Regions from separate parts of the Mus musculus genome. Here region 1 is linked to region 2. The links are chromatin contacts, called in public promoter capture Hi-C maps. All regions are on one chromosome and are shown on one strand. The core of a region is the stretch at or near the end of the contact, and the rest is flanking DNA. Distances in the headings are between cores, read along the strand shown.

Evidence for each region. Promoter capture Hi-C pulls out the DNA fragments that hold promoters and counts their contacts.
Region 1: a promoter capture Hi-C map of pre-B cells shows a contact between it and region 2. The contact joins the enhancer-like site here to the promoter of Sfxn4 in region 2. A contact is called at or near these places in 14 of 39 promoter capture datasets (the 3T3-L1 cell line, the C10 cell line, the HPC-7 cell line and 8 more), 15 of 484 Hi-C or Micro-C datasets (B cells, the Ba/F3 cell line, CD4 T cells and 9 more), 10 of 115 datasets of contacts at active chromatin or transcription factors (acute myeloid leukemia, astrocytes, bone marrow-derived macrophages and 4 more) and 4 of 9 other capture datasets (adipose tissue, liver, macrophages and 1 more).

Annotation. Positions count from the first base shown.
Region 1 is chr19:61,242,456-61,246,507 of GRCm38.p6, forward strand. No RefSeq gene overlaps it. Among named protein-coding and RNA genes, the nearest start is that of Csf2ra, 16 kb to the left of the region's middle. Within about 2 kb of position 2,471, at least 87 of the 459 cell types and tissues checked have an H3K27ac peak or open chromatin away from gene starts, as enhancers often do. A contact at or near this core is called in B cells, the Ba/F3 cell line, the HPC-7 cell line and 9 more, where this site is marked.
Region 2 is chr19:60,860,098-60,864,258 of GRCm38.p6, forward strand. It overlaps Sfxn4 (sideroflexin 4), which reads right to left and starts at 1,331. Exons shown (of 14, transcript NM_053198.4): 1 at 1,202-1,331. The coding sequence starts at 1,240. It overlaps Prdx3 (peroxiredoxin 3), which reads right to left. Exons shown (of 7, transcript NM_007452.2): 7 at 3,969-4,161.

The DNA.
Region 1 (4,052 bases), core at 1,221-3,720, 380 kb after region 2:
ACCATTGCATACACTAGCAAGATTTTATCGAAAGGACCCAGATGTAGCTGTCTCTTGTGAGACTATGCCGGGGCCTAGCAAACACAGAAGTGGATGCTCACAGTCAGCTAATGGATGGATCACAGGGCTCCCAATGGAGGAGCTAGAGAAAGTACCCAAGGAGCTAAAGGGATCTGCAACCCTATAGGTGGAACAACATTATGAACTAACCAGTACCCTGGAGCTCTTGACTCTAGCTGCATATGTATCAAAAGATGGCCTAGTCGGCCATCACTGGAAAGAGAGGCCCATTGGACACGCAAACTTTATATGCCCCAGTACAGGGGAACGCCAGGGCCAAAAAGGGGGAGTGGGTGGGTAGGGGAGTGGGGGTGGGTGGCTATGGGGGACTTTTGGTATAGCATTGGAAATGTAAATGAGCTAAATACCTAATAAAAATGGAAAAGAAAAAAAAAGATAGTGTTAAGTGTTTGCTGTTTCAAGGGGAGGCCCCAAGGCCTGACGCTATTACTGAGGCTATGGAATGCTCACAAAAAGGGACCTATCATGACTGCCCTCCGAAAGGCCCAACAAGCAGCTGAGAGAGTCAGATGCATATATTTGCACCCAACCAACGGACAGACCCCTGTTGTTGAATTAGGGAAGGCTGAAAGAAGCTGAGGAGAAGGATGATCCTGTAGGAGGACCAGCAGTCTTAATTAACCTGGACCCCTGAGATCTCTCAAACATTGGGCCATGAAACAGACAGCATACACCAGCTGATATGAGGCCCCGAACACACATACAGTAGAGGACTTCCAGGTCTGTGTTCATTCAGAGATGATGCATCTAACCCTCAAGAGAATGGAGGCCCTACGGAGTTTAGAGGTCTGGTGGGGTGGGGGCATCCACGTGGAGACAGGGTGGGGTGGAGAGGAGGTATGGGATGTGGAGCAGTTGGAGGGTGGATGGTGGGGGGGGGGGCAGGAATGGAATCTGGACTGTAAAAAATGAATTACAAATAAAAATAAAATTTAAAGGAAAGGAAAGAAAAGAAAAGAGTCTAATGCTGTCCATTTCCTGGACATAGTGTCATAAAGGATGACTTCATGGAAACTTCCTCCACTATGGTAGATGTGGTAGTGTCAGGGCCCCAACAGAGTTTTAGTATGTCTGTATGCCCTGTGCTCTATTTGCAGATGGGTACTTAGATAGCTCTGCTTATTCTCTGATGTTCACAGTAAAACTAAAATAGACTAACTCCCACTTTTACAAATAGACATATTCTCCCATCTAAGTATCTGTTTCAGCTTGAAACTCATGCTGTATCCATCCCTGGAAGGATAGCAGATAGTAGCCCATGCTGATAATCCAAGATATGATCTCCATTTCAACATCAACTAATTAACAACAACAACAACAAAATATCAATCTCAAGCTGTATTTCCCCCTTCTATATCTATCAGTTCACTTTCTGATTTTATAATTTAATACTTGATTCTGTGTCAGTACAAATAAAACCTGATTAACTTAGTTATTAATTTTGGACGAGATAAGTTTAGCCGCAAGCAACATGCTTATTCACTGGTGAAGATGATGTTTGCTGTGTCACAGAATGTTAGAGGTGCTGAAAGGTACAGAAAGGGAAAACTGCACTGTGGTCAATGAGTTTGGTACCAACATACTCCAGTCAGAATGCATCTGGATCCCAGGGAGCTACATTAGTAACTTAGGAAGGTGATATTAGTTTATATGTGATATCCTTGCTTTAGGGGTGGCTTTCAATTTCCATCCTTTATACACAGCCACTAAGGAAATTCAGAGTTCAGCACACAAATAGTAAGTCAAGCCTTTATATAGAACCATTTATGGGTAGTTGTGAACAATCATCTATTCATGCTAGGCATGAAGCTGATGACAGAGCAAAGTAAGAATAACACCAACAATCAAATAGGTGAAGCATGGAGTTTTGTGGCATTATTTAGAGAAATGGGGATTAGCAGTTGTTTTCAGGAACAAAAAACACCTAATGAGAGCTGCCTCAACACATTCAAACTCAGAATAGTTGACAGCTCACAAAAACTGGAAACCTGGTGTACACTGAGAAACCTGTATGTAGTTCAAGAGGTCGAAGAGCCAACTTTCCAGAGAGCACAGCTGCCAGGGGACAGCAATAGGAACACGTTAGGACAAAAGTCTTAGAAGTTAATGTCAGAAGTAAGAGTGGGGAAATAAGACCTACAGAGAACCATACTTTTCCTGGATTGACTAAAAAGTGAACAGGACCATTACAAGACAGAAGGTCCCCCGAGAAGGAGGTTGGAGAAATGTTCCCAAGACATATTTGCTGCATTGAAGGAAGCTTAGGCCTCTCCCAATGTGTTTCATTCATTGCTTGCTATTTCATTTTCTTACTTCCTCATTGCTAGAAGAGTCAGCCCCTCCCACTTAACTGTCTGCATCTAAAACTCACCACTTCTTCTTTCTCAACGTTTCTATTCTGAACAAAGTTCCTCATCTGACACTGCAGATTCTATCTCAATGTTCCAGGCACTCATGCTCCCTGGAGGAATGTCATTGGCCTCCATTTAAAATGGGAGGGTAACACTTAATACTGTTCAACCTCAAACAGGCCATAATCTCCTCACTCTATCCCTTGAAGTAGGATGATATTAGTGTCCTTTGTTTCAGGATGGCATGGGAATCTGACACTCTGGTGAATGGAGTACTTTTTAAATTCACTTTACATCCCAACTTGCTCTCCCCTCCCCTGAGCCCTCTCACACAGTCCTCCCCCTTATCTCCACTTCTCCATTGATAAGATGGCGGCCCCCTGACCCTGGCACATCAACTCAATGCAGTTCGGGAAGCGTAGTCCCCAGACATGCAAAAGGGTTAGAGATAATCTCTGTTCCAGTTGTTGGGAAGTGCACATGCCAAGTTGCACATCTGCTACATATGTGCAGGAGGCCTAAGTCTAGTCTGTGAGTGCTCTTTGGTTGATGGTTCCATCTCTGACAGTCCCCAAGAGTCCAAGTTAGTTGACACTGCTGGTCTGTCTGTGGACTTTCTATCTCTATCAAGGCCCTCAATTTTTCTCCCAACTCTTCCACAATAGTCCTGAAGCTCCATCCAATGTTTAGCTGTGAGTCTCTGCATCAGTTTTTGTCAGCTGCTAGATGGAGCCTCTTGAAGTACAGTTATGTTAGACTCCTGTCTGCAGGTATAATGAAGCATCATTAGTAGTGTCAGGGATTGGGCTGGAGAGATGACTGAGCAGTTAAGAGCACTGACTGCTCTTCCAAATATCCTGAGTTCAAATCCCAGCAACCACATGATGGCTCACAACCAACCATAATGAGATCTGGCACCCTCTTTTGGTGTGTATTAAGACAGATACAGTGTAATTAGATTCAATAAATAAATCTTTGGGCTGGAGCGAGCAGGGCTGGAGTGAGCAGAGCCAGAGTTCAATTCCCATCAACCACATGATGGTTCACAACCATCTGTACATCTACAGTGTGCTCATATGCAATCAATAAATCAATAAATAAATCTTTTAAAAATAGTGTCAGGAATTGGTGTTTGCCCATAAGATGGGTCTCAAGTTGGGCTGGTTATTGGATGGCCATTCCCTCAGTTTCTGGTCCATTGCCCATGCATGTATTTCTTGTGGACAAAGTAAATTTTGTGTGCAAAGTTTTGAGGGTGTGTTGATGTCCCTATCACTCCAATGGGGTTTCTTTCCAGCTATAGGAGGTGGCCTCTGCAGTTCCATATTCCCAAAGCTATAAGTCACAGTGAAGTTCACCACAATTTATTTCTGGGAGCCTCACCCCTTCATGATCTCTGGCAAGATTTAAGATGCCCCTTACTCCATTATCCCCACAAGCTGAAGATTTTCATTCATTCTCCTGGCCCTCTGCTCCTCTGTACTATCTCTCCCACATCTGATCATGAACCCCCTATTTCCCACCCCATCCCTCTTGCACCCAGTTTTCTCCCACCATCTGCCTCCCATGACTATTGTATTTCCCTTTCTAAAGTGTATTCAAGCATTCTCTCTTGGGACT
Region 2 (4,161 bases), core at 81-2,580:
AAGATGGTGAGAAAGAGACACACCAGAGAGAAGTTAAAAGAAATAAGGCTTAACAAGGTAGTCACAGTTCACTTTGGTGGGGGCATACTTACTAAAGAACTGTAAGTAATCTGACTTTTACAAAATGTATCTCCTCTAACCACTTGGGATAGAGTTTCATTTCAGAATTAAAAGCTAGAATTTGGGATTCATATTTTCTCTTTATATCCCCATATGACCTCAAGGTAATGACCTAGAAACACCTGACTGTTGTCTGGCTTTCTCTGCTACTATAAGGCTTAACTATAGCAGTAAGGCAGGCAGCCCAACAAGGGCTTTGCTAGGGTTACAGATCAGCTCACATGTGAAAGAGGTGTGTTTTGCTCCAACAAGCTGTCCATTTTCGAAACAGCTCCAGCCTTAAGTTCTGGATTTCCATGAACAGGGGTGGGCTAAGCTTAGTTTAAGGTCAAGGCCTCTAACAGTATTTAGAGCCTTGAGGCTCCATGAGGATATGCAAGAAGTGAAATTGGGCCAGACTGCCTGCACAGGTTACACACTGGACTTCGAAGTCTTTGTACCAAAAAAAAAAAAAGGTAGAATCGTAGAATCTATTTTTTATTACATGTTGAAATGTTATTTGGCATTGCTTGGACTAATTATGTTATTAAGATTGATAGTTGTGCCGGGCAGTGGTGTTGCACACCTTTAATCCCAGCACTTGTGAGGCAGAGGCCAGCCTGGTCTACAGAGTGAGTTCCAGGACAGCCATGGCTATACAGAGAAACCCTGTCTCGAAAAAAACAAAACAAAAACAACAAAAAAGATTGATAGTTGCTTCTTTTAAAACTTTTTAATATGATTACTAGAAGCACTACCCAACAGTGACTTCCCAGTCTCTAACCTGCTTAAAGCAGGGTGTATGTGTGGTCTTAATCCAAATGGCTGATTTAAGCAAACCTAGGAACCCGGGCAAGGGCAGTCCCACTGAGGACTGGAACTCCTTAGTGAGGCCCTACATCGGATGAGAGTGACTTTGTGGCCTTCTACAACCCAGCCTAGGACCTAAGTAAGAGATGCAAGAGCGGAGACCACTGAAGGGGTTGTTTTTCCCTCCGCACTACAGGATCTCTGAGAGGAAAGTCATGATGACGCAGGGCAGCCTGTCAAGGTCTTGCTGGTCAGGCCAGCCTCCCGCCCCCAACACCCAGCCCCGGAGTACTTGGCGTTCGGAAATCCAGAACTGCAGGTTGGGTTCCATTTGGACAGCGGCGCCACTACGCCCTTGGCAACGCCAGCAAGCGCCTCCTCCTCTTCTCTGAACAAACCCGAGTGTGATGCAGGCCCCGTTTGCTTTGCAGCGCAAGGGGTGGAGCCTATCAGCGTGTCCCGCCCCAGAACCCGAACGCTCCCCTGCTATAGGCCAAGTTCTTCTACTTCCTTTCCTCAAGTTAGAAGAATCCGAAGGGTCCGGGTACAGAGGCGTTCACTCCCACTTCCAGTCTCCACTTGGGGCGGAGACCCTGTAAGAAAGAAGACAGTGTAACTGATGCAAGAGATTTTCTACCGTCACGCCTGCGCTTATCAGGCGCACATTACCCCTGAAAACTGTTGTATACAAAGTCAAATGTACACGAGTTGGGTCAAGCCAGAGCCAGTTACATAATTTTCATGGTGCAGTGAAAAATAAAATTATCATGCCATTTATTAAAAAGTATTGAGATTTCCAAAAGTGTATATTATTGAAGCAAGTGTGGAAAAGTTGGATCTGAGTAGAGTGTACCAAACTCTCAGCCAGACCGGTTAGGTTTTAACCGGTTTCTTTCTAGCATTGGGTCTGTGATGAAAACTGAAAGGAGTTCAGAAACTGATTTTGTTGACAAAAATTTCAGTACTGTGGAGAGACTAGAAAGTTATGGCCTAGAGGCGAATTACCTTGACTAAGTTCTGGCCCTCCAGAGCAGCCATTCCTTGTCCACCTCTGTGTCAGAACTAACTTCTCATGACAACAGATAAAACCTTTTAGAATTTATTGATGATTTGGCAGACAACTAGCTTCTACCAAATCAAAAGTTAAGGATGGCATCAAATAGCATCTTGACCTTATGTGAAAGCTTCCTGCATAATGATGTACCTCTGCCTCTCTGATGTACCCACCAATGTATTTTAAAGCTTTCCTTGATTTGTGACTTTCTCCGTACTGTAAAACTATAACAAACTTTGTGAAATGGCTTTCACACGGGAATGTAAGATTTGGAGTAACCTAAACCTGTGTTCCCAGGCTCTGATGACTTAAAATAGCTCCAGAATAAACTCTTATTATCTTATTTTTTTTAAGATAAGAGAGGTTTTTTGTTTTTTGGTTTTTGGTTTTTTGTTTTTTTGTTGTTGTTTTTGTTTTTGCATCAACGGGTCAAATCCACTTTGGTTAAAAGCCAAATCAACTAGAGTCAAATAGGGCTTTCCTACCTTCTCTCAGTGTCAGGATAGATGGGACTTGAATGTGTGCCTAGAGTATGTGTGGTGTTCAGCAGGACTCCAGAGTGCAGAACTGGAGCCCCTGCACAACACTTATAGTTAAATGATTCTGGTCATGTCAGTATCTCCATCTAGAAAAAGGGCTAGTAATTGTACTAATCTTAGGGGCTTGCTGAAGATTGAAGGAAATGACTGAGCCAGGCTGAACCCATTGGAGGTGGCCAGTAGTAGCCATGACCACCACCTAGAGGTTATCAGTCCTTGCCTTTCTCGCCCAGGAATTCAGATCTGCCAGTTTATCTGGCTCTTCTCTTCAGTCACTTAGTTGACCTGACTCACTTTGCTATAGCCTTCAACAGTTCTCTCCACAGATAGGTAAAAGGGCCCCTCCTCAGTATTCCCATTATGCCAAGATATGCACTTGTGGTATCATTATGGTCTTTAGCACACTGCACTGTCTGATTGGCTCTACCCTTCAGTGAGTCACAGATCCAGTCCATCTGGCTCTCTGTGCTTTACCACTTTGGAAGTCCTACAGTCAAAAGAACCAGAATGATCTTAAGGGTAAGTTACTGTCACTCTTTTTTCTTTTTGAGGGAATATAGAAGGTAGTTGAGGCAAGGTCTCATCTCATACTGTAGCCCAGACTGGGTTTGATCTTCCTGGATACATACATGCATGAGCTGCAATGTCCATCAAAGATATTCCCCATCACATTTAGAATTCACTCCTTAGCTTGCCTGAGAGACTTTGGGTCCCTAACTGCCATTTTCCTTTATGCTCTAGTGGCATGACCTCCTTCATGTTTCCTGCCTAGAAGCCCCTTACTTCCTGCGATGGCTTGAATGAGAATAATCCCATATACTCATATATTTGAATGCATGGTCCTAAGTTGGTGTAACTGTTTGGAAGGATCGGGAGGTGTGGCCTTATCAGAAGCCCCAGGGATGGGATTGGAATTTTCTAAAACCCACACCATTCCCACTTGGGTGTCTTATCTCATGCCTGTGGATCAGATATAAGATCTCAGCTCTGTTCCAGTGTCATTCTTGCCAGCTGCCATGCAGGTCATGAACTAATCTGGAACCATGAGCCTCAACTTTCTTCTAGCCTTGGATGCTGGTGATACACAATAGATAGAATTACCCTCATTTTACATATAGACCCAGAAAATAGACCCAGTCTCTTTTCCCTCAGGACTTCCCTGAAAAACCTACTCAGAACACTGCTCCAACCCGGCAAGTATCTGATTTCTGTTTATTGGGCTTTTCTTCTAGAATCAAGTGCATAAACACAAAGGTTTATTTTTCTTCACTCCAATGCCTCCAAAGTCCAACCTGGCATATGTTTTTCATGGCTACCAAAATAATGAATGAAAGTAGGTATCAGTCTTGCCTACTAAGTTTCAGTTTCCTGAGAGTGGAGCCAGCCCTGTGTCAAATGCCCAATAAATATTTGTTGAGCTAACTTATCAAAGGAGAAACGGTGCCCCAGAATAAGTCAAAAACGCAAATATTTTAATGTTTATTTTTATTCTATATATCCAGCTCTTGAAGAAAATGACTTATGGATTAGACATAGTCCTTCATGATTATACCTCTTCAATACCTCAGAACACACAAGGACACTGTGAGTTAATGACTACAATTTAAAAAAAAAAAAAAGGGAAATTCAGCATAATTCACAAAAATTCAAGAGGAAATT